Regions from separate parts of the Hordeum vulgare genome. Here region 2 is linked to region 1. Evidence: chromatin contacts called from public Hi-C data. All regions are on one chromosome and are shown on one strand. The core of a region is the stretch at or near the end of the contact, and the rest is flanking DNA. Distances in the headings are between cores, read along the strand shown. Region 1 holds the start of LOC123449175 (acyl-CoA-binding domain-containing protein 5-like). Region 2 holds the start of LOC123449176 (26S proteasome non-ATPase regulatory subunit 4 homolog).

Evidence for each region. A called contact is a pair of places that touch in the nucleus more often than the background predicts.
Region 2: a Hi-C map of leaf shows a contact between it and region 1, with 4 times the contacts expected there. The contact joins the promoter of LOC123449176 here to the promoter of LOC123449175 in region 1. A contact is called at or near these places in 4 of 6 Hi-C or Micro-C datasets (leaf, seedling and an unstated tissue) and 1 of 1 datasets of contacts at active chromatin or transcription factors (embryo).

Annotation. Positions count from the first base shown.
Region 1 is chr4H:507,567,945-507,572,516 of MorexV3_pseudomolecules_assembly, reverse strand. LOC123449175 (acyl-CoA-binding domain-containing protein 5-like) reads left to right here and starts at 2,327. Exons shown (of 5, transcript XM_045126285.1): 1 at 2,327-3,827. The coding sequence starts at 2,512.
Region 2 is chr4H:507,767,450-507,772,021 of MorexV3_pseudomolecules_assembly, reverse strand. LOC123449176 (26S proteasome non-ATPase regulatory subunit 4 homolog) reads right to left here and starts at 2,050. Exons shown (of 11, transcript XM_045126288.1): 1 at 1,933-2,050; 2 at 1,725-1,838; 3 at 1,510-1,615; 4 at 1,131-1,245; 5 at 838-1,047; 6 at 456-747. The coding sequence starts at 1,944.

The DNA of each region.
Region 1 (4,572 bases), core at 1,078-3,577:
CAATGTCTTTGCATAGGTTTAGGATGCGGAAGTAATTTTAGGTGACAGTAAAAGCATACTGGTCCTAACCTTTACAAGTGACCATTGATTTACGGAGAACCCTTAATGAGGCCGCTTCCACGGAGAAACACTTAATTATCACGAGTTGTAACCCACAAGGGAAACTATGATGGTTGCGTGCATGGCACGAAGTCTACCATGAGTAGAACATCTTCTGTACCCGTCTTCGCCGAGCATAATCGTCAACAGTGGCTCGAGAATCTGCTCCATGGTATGCTTATGCATAGTAGTATTAGAAACATATGAATGGAGATTCCAGACTCCCTGAGGACGCCTCTTTAATTTTGTTGTTCACTGTCACTTATTACTTCTTTCTTTTATTTACCTTTATGTCATTCAGTTACAAGTCATATTTTACACAATCCTTATTTAAATCCGCACTCTCTACTTCAAGTATATAGTTATCTGCAGGCACAAAGTTACATAATTCTATACAAAGGGCGAAAGCCTGATTCCCGTGCTCCCTATAAAATTGATACTCTCACTTCGAAAAGGCCACAACTAAACTATGTGCACTTGCACGCTATTAGTAGGTATAGTACTACATGAGTAATTTTTTATTTTGACTCCGTTTTTCTAAGAGTGAGAGCATCTATAGTCGAACGCCCCAAACTTGCTACATACGCGAGGGCAGGCCGCCCAGTCACTGACGAGTCACCAAAATTTGACCCCGTTGGGCGCCACAAACGAGCCTCAAATGTCCGGGATGTCCGGTGCCCCTCACATTCGACCCAAATATGAGGGCGCCCGGGCGTGTTCGAGCACGTCGGCCTGGCCCGTGTTGGCCCAGCATCAACCCCACATATATTCATCCCCATCCGCTCGTCGGACCAAATCCTAGCCACTTCACACTCCACTCCCCTCCACTCCCTCCGCCACCCCAACCTCTTCTCTGGTGATTTCTGGTCGTCTCCGGCATGGGGGGCAGCGGATCTGACTTCGACAAGTCTGGATCCGTCGACTGGGATGTCATCCCATGCAGGTTGGTGGAGGCAATCGCGGTCCGCATTGCACTCCGACATTTCTGTAAGGACATCACCCGGCACACGGCAGGATCCTACGCGACTCCATAACGTCGACTCAACAAGTGCTCGGGTTCTTTGAGGCTAGATCATCGCGGTCCTGGAGCAGATACACGATGTGTGTAATGCATCGACATTGTTGTATGAGTTTGTATGAATTTGCGATATGCTATTTAAGGTGCCCGTTTATGAGAAGGTAAATTTGAGGCTAGGTCGGTGCGCGGGAGCCGGACACATCCATGAACGTTTGAGGAGACGGATTTACATAGTCCGTATGTAGATTCTCATGGGTTAGGAAGAGGGGGAATGGAGGGTAAACGCTTCCACCCGGCGCGCCGGCCGAATCGTTTGGCCGGTCGCGCGCGGGCCACACGCCTCGCTCGTAGATGCATGCAACATTTTTTCGTCAAATTTGCTGCAATCATGTGTTATTTTGATACAAATGTTTTCCATGCAACTTTTTTTCTCGTCTAAATTTGTCGCAACCAACGTTCATATTTGCTACAAGCGTTTTTTATTTACTACATTTGTCCAATAAAAAAGCTGCATATACGTTTGGTTGCAACTCGAGTTTGTTGGATTTTTGCTACAACCGACGTTTTGATTTTTGCTACAACCGCGTTATTTTTTGCTACAACCGGTATTATTTTTTGCTGCAACCGTTTACTAAAAAGTTACATACACGTCACGTAGATATTTGCTACAACCGCCGTTTGACTTTTGCTACCACGCATCATCTTCTTCGTTTTTTGCTACGATCACGTAGATATTTTTTTATATATTTCTTTTTTGCAACCATCGACGAAAATTAATGTACAGCGTCAAAATTTGTTGCATCGAAAAAAAATATTACATGAAAATCTAACGGCGCGGACCGCCTACAGCTGGCAGATCGGGCGGCCGGCCGCGCCGGAGCAGACCATCGCCCGGAGGGACTCGTAGGAAAGAAAATGATCATCAATATCTTGGAGAAATTTCGCACCGAAAGCGCGCAGCACACGCAAAGCAAGCAAAAGGACGAAACCCACCCACCCAAATCTCCGAACTTCGGCGGTCCGGCACTCGCTGTCTCCGTCGCCGCCCTTCTCGCCGATGACCTCCCTCGTCGCGTAGCCGGGCGCAAGGAAACGAAAATCCCCTGACGGCGTCGCCCCAAGCAGCTCGCGGTCGACGAGACCTTTTCCCCACATCCCTCCCCCGTGGCGGTCGTATCCGCCCCCGAATATGCCTCTCCCTTTTGGCGCCCCACCCCGCTTTCCTTTACTCTCTCCCCCCTCCCCCGCACCCACCTCCGTCTCTACCCTCGTCTCTTCTGCTCCCTCCCCTGTTTCCGCTTTCCCTTTCCCCCTTCCCCTCGCCGACCCAACCGAACAAGAAAAGAAGCGAGAAGCCGCATCCGCTGCCTCGCTTCCTCGCCCACCCGGGATTCATGGAGCTGCTGTTCGAGCTGCTCCTCACGGCGGCGGCCACCCTCCTCGTCGCCGTCCTGCTCGCCAAGCTCTTCTCCGGGAACAATGATCCACCCCGCCGCGATCGCGCGGCGGGGCCCGCTGACGTGATCGCGGAGGAAAAGGCGGAGGAGGAGAGGGTCATCGAGGTCGACGAGGTCGAGGCGGAGGCAGCGTGGGCGGATGTGGCGGCGCCGTCTCTCGCCGAGGGGTGGGTCGAGGTGGAGAAGGCCCCCGCGACCGTCGCGGAGGGGAGGACCGAGTGGGTGGCCGCCGAAGAGGGGGTTCCGGCGACGCTTCTTGCTCCGGAGCTGTTCCTTGGTGCCGTGTCGCAGGAACAGAAGGAGGAGGGTGAAGTTGGCAAGAAGCAGCCCGATTTGACCGCTGCCACGGAGGCGGCTGTCGAAGCGAAGCCGCGGGATTCGGGCGCCGAATCTTCTCACGGCGAGGTTCTTTGCGTGGAGCTGGAGGAAGAGACAGGCCATCAGCATGATCTGGGTGCTGAAGTTGCCCCGAGTGAAGTCCCTGTTGCGGGATTGCAGAAGCAGGAAGTTCAGGCTACGGAAGCTGTTGGAGTGAAGCAGCTTCATCTGGATGTGGGGGCTGCTGCTGCAGAAGTTACTGATGCAGGACTGGAGGAGGAGGAGGAGGGAGCACAAGCTGCTGAAGTGATTCCGCGTGAATTGGCTTCCGACACTCTGCCTGCAGATGTTCTTGACGCTGTACCTGGGAAGCAGGAGGAGCAAGTCATTGAAGCGAATCAGCACGAATCGGCTCCCGTTGCGGCTCCAAGAGTGATCCCCGATGCCGCAGCAAAGGATGAGGAAATGAAACAAGAATCTGTCGAAGAAGTTGTTGTTCCACATGAAGAAGTTCAGAATAAGGAGGAAGCTCAATGTGAGGCCGGCACGGTTGATCAGCAAGAAAAACTGGTCTCTAAGGAGGAGCTGGCTCTTAAGAAATCTGATGATCTAAATGTCAGCCAAGAAGTCGTCCCTAATGACAAAGTGGTTGTTCAGTTACCGGAGGAGGAAACGACATTGCTAGGGATGCCGGAAGACGAGGCTAGAGCAAGCATGGAGTTTGAAGAGTGGGAAGGGATCGAGAGGAGTGAAGTGGAGAAGAGATTTGGTGCAGCAGCAGCATTTGCAGCTAGTGACACTGGGACGGCTGCTCTGTCGAAGCTGAATAGCGATGTGCAGCTGCAGCTGCAGGGACTTCTCAAGGTTGCAGTTGATGGTCCCTGTTATGATGCTGCACAACCACTTACACTGAGACCTTCTTCTCGTGCAAAATGGTATGTCTTTCATCTCTCTGTGATATTCTGATTCCACTTATCTTTCTTATGATGCAGCAAGTCATATTAGTCAATGATATTTTACAAAACACGTTTGAGTACCCAACCCCCCTGCGAGTGGTAATAACATTGGACCTTTCTATATTTATTCAAGGAAGGTGGGGTGTACTAAGTCTCAGTTATAACTTATAACTAGGAAGAAATAACATGAACAACTGAGTTGTTTTGTGCTTAACTGTTGCAAGTTGGCAAAAGACCAAAAAGGTAGCTACACCATAACGGGAATCAAATTTATCTGGTACCGTGTCTATTACTTCTAATGGGGACTATGATTAAAAGCATAAGGCTGTCTCTGCTACATTGTTGTGCTTAGAAGTCACACACTTAAACCAAGTAACTAACATTGTTGTGTGTAAGGATGTCTCTGCTACATTGATCTGGCAATGCATAAGGCTGCATGATTGACAGGGAATATTTTTTGAGTTTTTGAATAAACCACACACAAATCTAGTGTTATACTTGACAGAGTGCAATTTAGTAACTAATAGAAGCAGGCGCAACACATTCTGTGTGCATAAGTAATTAAGTACAACACGAACCAAGCATAGCAACCACAAGCATATTTATCATGGTTCATATATTGTCAGTGTATTCGATATATGATTCAGTGATTGCCTAAAAGGTTTTGTAGCCAATCCTGAGGGGATTCTTGTTTGTTATCAGGAAGTCAATAAACAAAAGATGG
Region 2 (4,572 bases), core at 801-3,300, 200 kb before region 1:
AATAAGATATATCTTCTTAAACAGATCCATAGATGCCACCCACAAGATTTATCAGCAAACCAAATATTGCTACATTTCGTTTTGGGCTGATTAACAGTTGTAACCTAGTTCTACAGTAGTTACAAACCAAGGAAAAACTAGGTAAGAAGTTGCATCAACGATACTTCATTATCAAAGCATGTTGTCACAAGCGTTATCAAAACTTGGACATGTGTTACCATTATGAATTCAATGACAAACAAACTAGTCAACTTTTTTTGCTTCTGTAAGATACGCGATAGTGTTAACCATGTAGTAACTAGGAATTACAGAAGTACCATTATTATTAGCAGATAAAATATTGTACTAGGCAGTCCAAGCATGGGGAAGCTAAAACAGATCTAGTTTATTACGATGTATAGTATTCAAGGACAGAAAACTCCAACATTAAATTAGGCATTGGATAATGAAAATACCTTCAGTAGATCTGCGTCAACATCAGCAGGAGCATTTAAGGTAAGTTCCGCTTCAGCCATAATAGCATCAGTAGAGCTTGAGGCCTGATCCTTGTTGTCTTCTGCAGCTTTTTTCGCGATAGCCTCTTGCCTAGCTCGCTCTTCCTCCATAGACAACCGTAGGGCAAGTGCCAACTCTGGATCCACATTTGGGTCCACGCCAAAATCATACCCAGTAGCTCCAGTGGCTGCAGCAGCAGCTGCAGAAGCAGCAAAGCCACTTCCACCTTCTTCACCGGTGAAGATAGGAGTGCTGTGAAACAGTTAGGGGTTATAACTCGTCAACCAAAGTACATCGTCATATCAAACTAGAGCCCTAAGGATATCAAACAAAGCAAATTACCTTATAAGAACATCAGAAAGGGCATGATCACCCGGAGGGACATGGACAATGTGGCTGCTATCACTGCTGTTCACAGCAGCGATCAGCGCTTCCAGTTTCTCAGGCTTTTCATCATCAGTTTCACCAAAATCAACAACGTCAAGGGCAACATTATTCTTCTTCAGCTTCTTCCCTATTGTCTCCAAAACTTTCTTGTCGTATTTCACAGGGCTGAGATATGAGGACAATGAAATTAGCGTAATTCAGACAAAACAGGGTCAACAGAAGTTATCTTGCTCATTTGCTCAACATACCTTCCAATGAAAACAATAATTCTCTGTTGTTGCCTCTTATTCTGGCGATGCTTGAGAGCCAGCTGAGCAACCTGAATAGCTGCAGCCAAGTTTGCTTCAGCTCCAACTTCCAGCCCTGTGCATTAAATCGTTGGAGATCACTTAGTCAAAGAACTAAAATTCCTACTTTTGCTAGTATATTTTGCGAAACAAAGGCCTGCTAACGGGCGTACTATCACCAAACGCCATCCAAAAGGCTACACCATCTAATCCTATCCAAGCTCGACGAGCTTACATACTTACATTGAAACCCTAAACTATTAGGTACACGAGTTCTGCGCTGGTACGAGGCATAAGAAACTTTGTAACGGCGGAAATTCGGGTAGTGACGGGAGCTTACCGTGCATACAGGCGAGGATCTTGCCGAGGTCGCTGGTGGGGGTGACAAGCACGCGCACGCCCTTGCCGGCCATCGTCATGACGCCCACCGTATTCTCCGGGTTCGACTGCAAGAGACCACCGACAAACAAGTCAGATCCGGAACCCAAAACCCTAGCCCACACACACATCGAGACCTAACCCGATCGATCGATCGGTTCGGAGGGGGCGCGGTACCTGGGTCTTGGCGCCGCAGATGAGGTTGACGGCGTCGGCCTGCGCCTGGAAGCGGGACGGCGAGTAGTCGCCGTTCCGCATCCACTCCGAGTTGTCTATGCAGATCATCGTCGACTGCAAAAGGAGGGGAAACCAAACAAACGGTGAGAAATCGCTAGGAATCGGAGCTTGGCGGAGGCGATCTGGGAGGCCGGCGGGCGGTACTGACCTCGAGCACCATGGTTGCGCCGCTGTGGGTCGCGCTGCAGTCGAGGGTTCGGGTTGGGGAACAAGGGGAACAAACTGATCCAAGGGGGAGGAGAGGGCTGGAGTTCTTATTTGCGGCGTCGCCTTGGTGGACGTGGATTGCTTTCTGTGGAGGAAACCGATTCGAGACTTGGTACGCCTCGGTCCGGCCCGCGGTGGAACCGGACTGCTTTCTGACCTGTTGGGCCTGATTTGTAGACCCATAAAAGAAAGTCACCATGGGTCTAGTCTCGATTTTGTTTGCCAGTACCGTCCTGACTGGAAAATCCTATTTGCCGTTTTGTGCGAAGCGGTGTCGAGGCTTCTCACAGAGCTGGTCGGGTATCAGCCTGATCCAGATAGCGAGGGTGCCGTGTCCGGTTTTGGCAACCTTCTGAGGTTTCAACCGGTTTTTTTGGGTTTTGGGAAATTCCTAGAAGGTTTCCTGAACTGTTTTTTCTTTATTTTTTTGTTTTTTCTTTTTCTTTCTGTTTCTGTTCAAAATTGTTCTGGATTTGAGAAAATGTTCTGGAATTTGAAAAAAAAATCAGAATGAAAAAAGTTCAAGATTTTGAAAAATGTTCTGAATTTTGAAAAAATGTTTCGTATTTTTAGAAAAAACAATTTTGAAAAAATGTTATGGAATTTGAAAAAAAAATCGGAAATTAAAATATGTTCCCGAATTTAAAAAAATTCTAGATTTTGAAAAATATTTTGGAATTTGAAAAACTGTTTCGGAATTTGAAAAAATGTTCCGGAATTTAAAACAATGTTCCGGAATTTGAAAAAATGTTCCAGAATTTTGAAAAATGTTTTGGAATTCTAAAATATGTTACGAAATTTGAAAAAATGTTCTGAAATTTTTATATAAATGTTTCGGACTTTTCATAGAAATATTCCGAAATTTTACAAAATGTTATGGAATTCAAAAACATGTAGAATTTTGGAAATCGTGAAAACTATTCTGAAATATACGAATAAGTTTTGTAAACAGAACATTTTCAAATTGTGAATAAATTTTATTATCGCTAACAGTTCAAAACAGCACACGAAACTGCACAAACGCGCGCGCGGCCCATAAAGCCCGCCAGGGACACGCGTGTGTGCGAAAGGGCACCAACTTGACGCACAACGCGTCATATAGGAGGTCCCGTCCTCACTTTCCACCGGGGTTTTGCCCTAGTCCACTTGTCCTACGGTAATCATGTCTGACCTTCATCTTATCCTCATCGTCATCGATCGCTTTCACCGGGAGTGAAGCAAATATATGGCCGTGGCCGCTAATGTTTTGGAATATTCGGAGTTCTAGGAATCGCTGGACTCGCAACGAAAACGGTTCCCAGCCACATCATAACACAAAGTTTATCCGAAGATGCTAAATTTCCCTCGAAATCATATATACACCTAAGGCTCTCCTTGGAATCGGTGTATTTTTCTATACTGGTATTTATTTTACAGGTGTATCTTACCGGTCGTATGTGATTTTCAACTGAAAAAGAAAACGATGGAGCAAGGTCTGTATCTTTTACCGGTGTAAAGCTCTGGAAAAAAACAATCCAATGAGGGCCTAAAAGGTTCATTAATTTACCTTAATTATTTTGACAAGCAGTCTATCCACCTCCACCTCAGTACACACAGATCACATCGTTTCCACACCATCATAATTGAATGTCGTGGGTTCACACTTCAAAGAAAATAAGAGTTCTCGCTACGGCGCTACAACCCTTTCTTCTCCCAATGAGTGGCAGTTTTCGAAGAATCACACAACGCGTTAGCATCCCTATTCATATTTTCAAGGCACATCCACATTTGGATCACTAGCCGTTCTCCCACGTGAGATAAAACGAATGCCACTTTTGGAAATATGCCCTATAGGCAATAATAAAATGGTTATTATCATATTTCCTTGTTCATGATAATCGTCTATTGTTCATGATATAATTGTATTAACAGAAAATAATAATACATGTGTGAATAAATAGATCACAATGTGTCCCTAGCAAGCCTCTAGTTGGCTAGCTCGTTAATCAATAGATGATCATGGTTTCCTCATCATGGGCATTAGATGTCACTGATAACGGGATCACATCATTGGGAGAATGATGTGATGGACAAGACCCAATCCTAAGCATAACACTAGATCGTATTGTTTGTATACTAAAGATTTTCTAATGTCAAGTGTCTTTTCCTTCGACCATGAGATTGTGCAACTCCCGGACACCGTAGGAGTGCTTTGGGTGTATCAAACGTCACAGCGTAACTGGGTGACTATAAAGGTGCACTACGGGTACCTCCGAAAGTGTCTGTTGGGTTGGTACGAATCGAGATCGGGATTTGTCACTCCGTATGACGGAGAGATATCCCTGGGCCCACTCGGTAGAACATCATCATGAGCTCAATGTGACTAAGGAGTTGGTCACAGGATGATGTGCTACGGAACGAGTAAAGAGACTTACCGGTAACGAGATTGAACAAGGTATAGGTATACCGACGATCGAATCTCGGCAAGTTCTATACCGACAGACAAAGGGAATTGTATACGAGATTGATTGAATCCTTGACATCCTGGTTCATCCAATGAGATCATCGTGGAGCAAGTGGGAGCCACCATGGGTATCCAGAC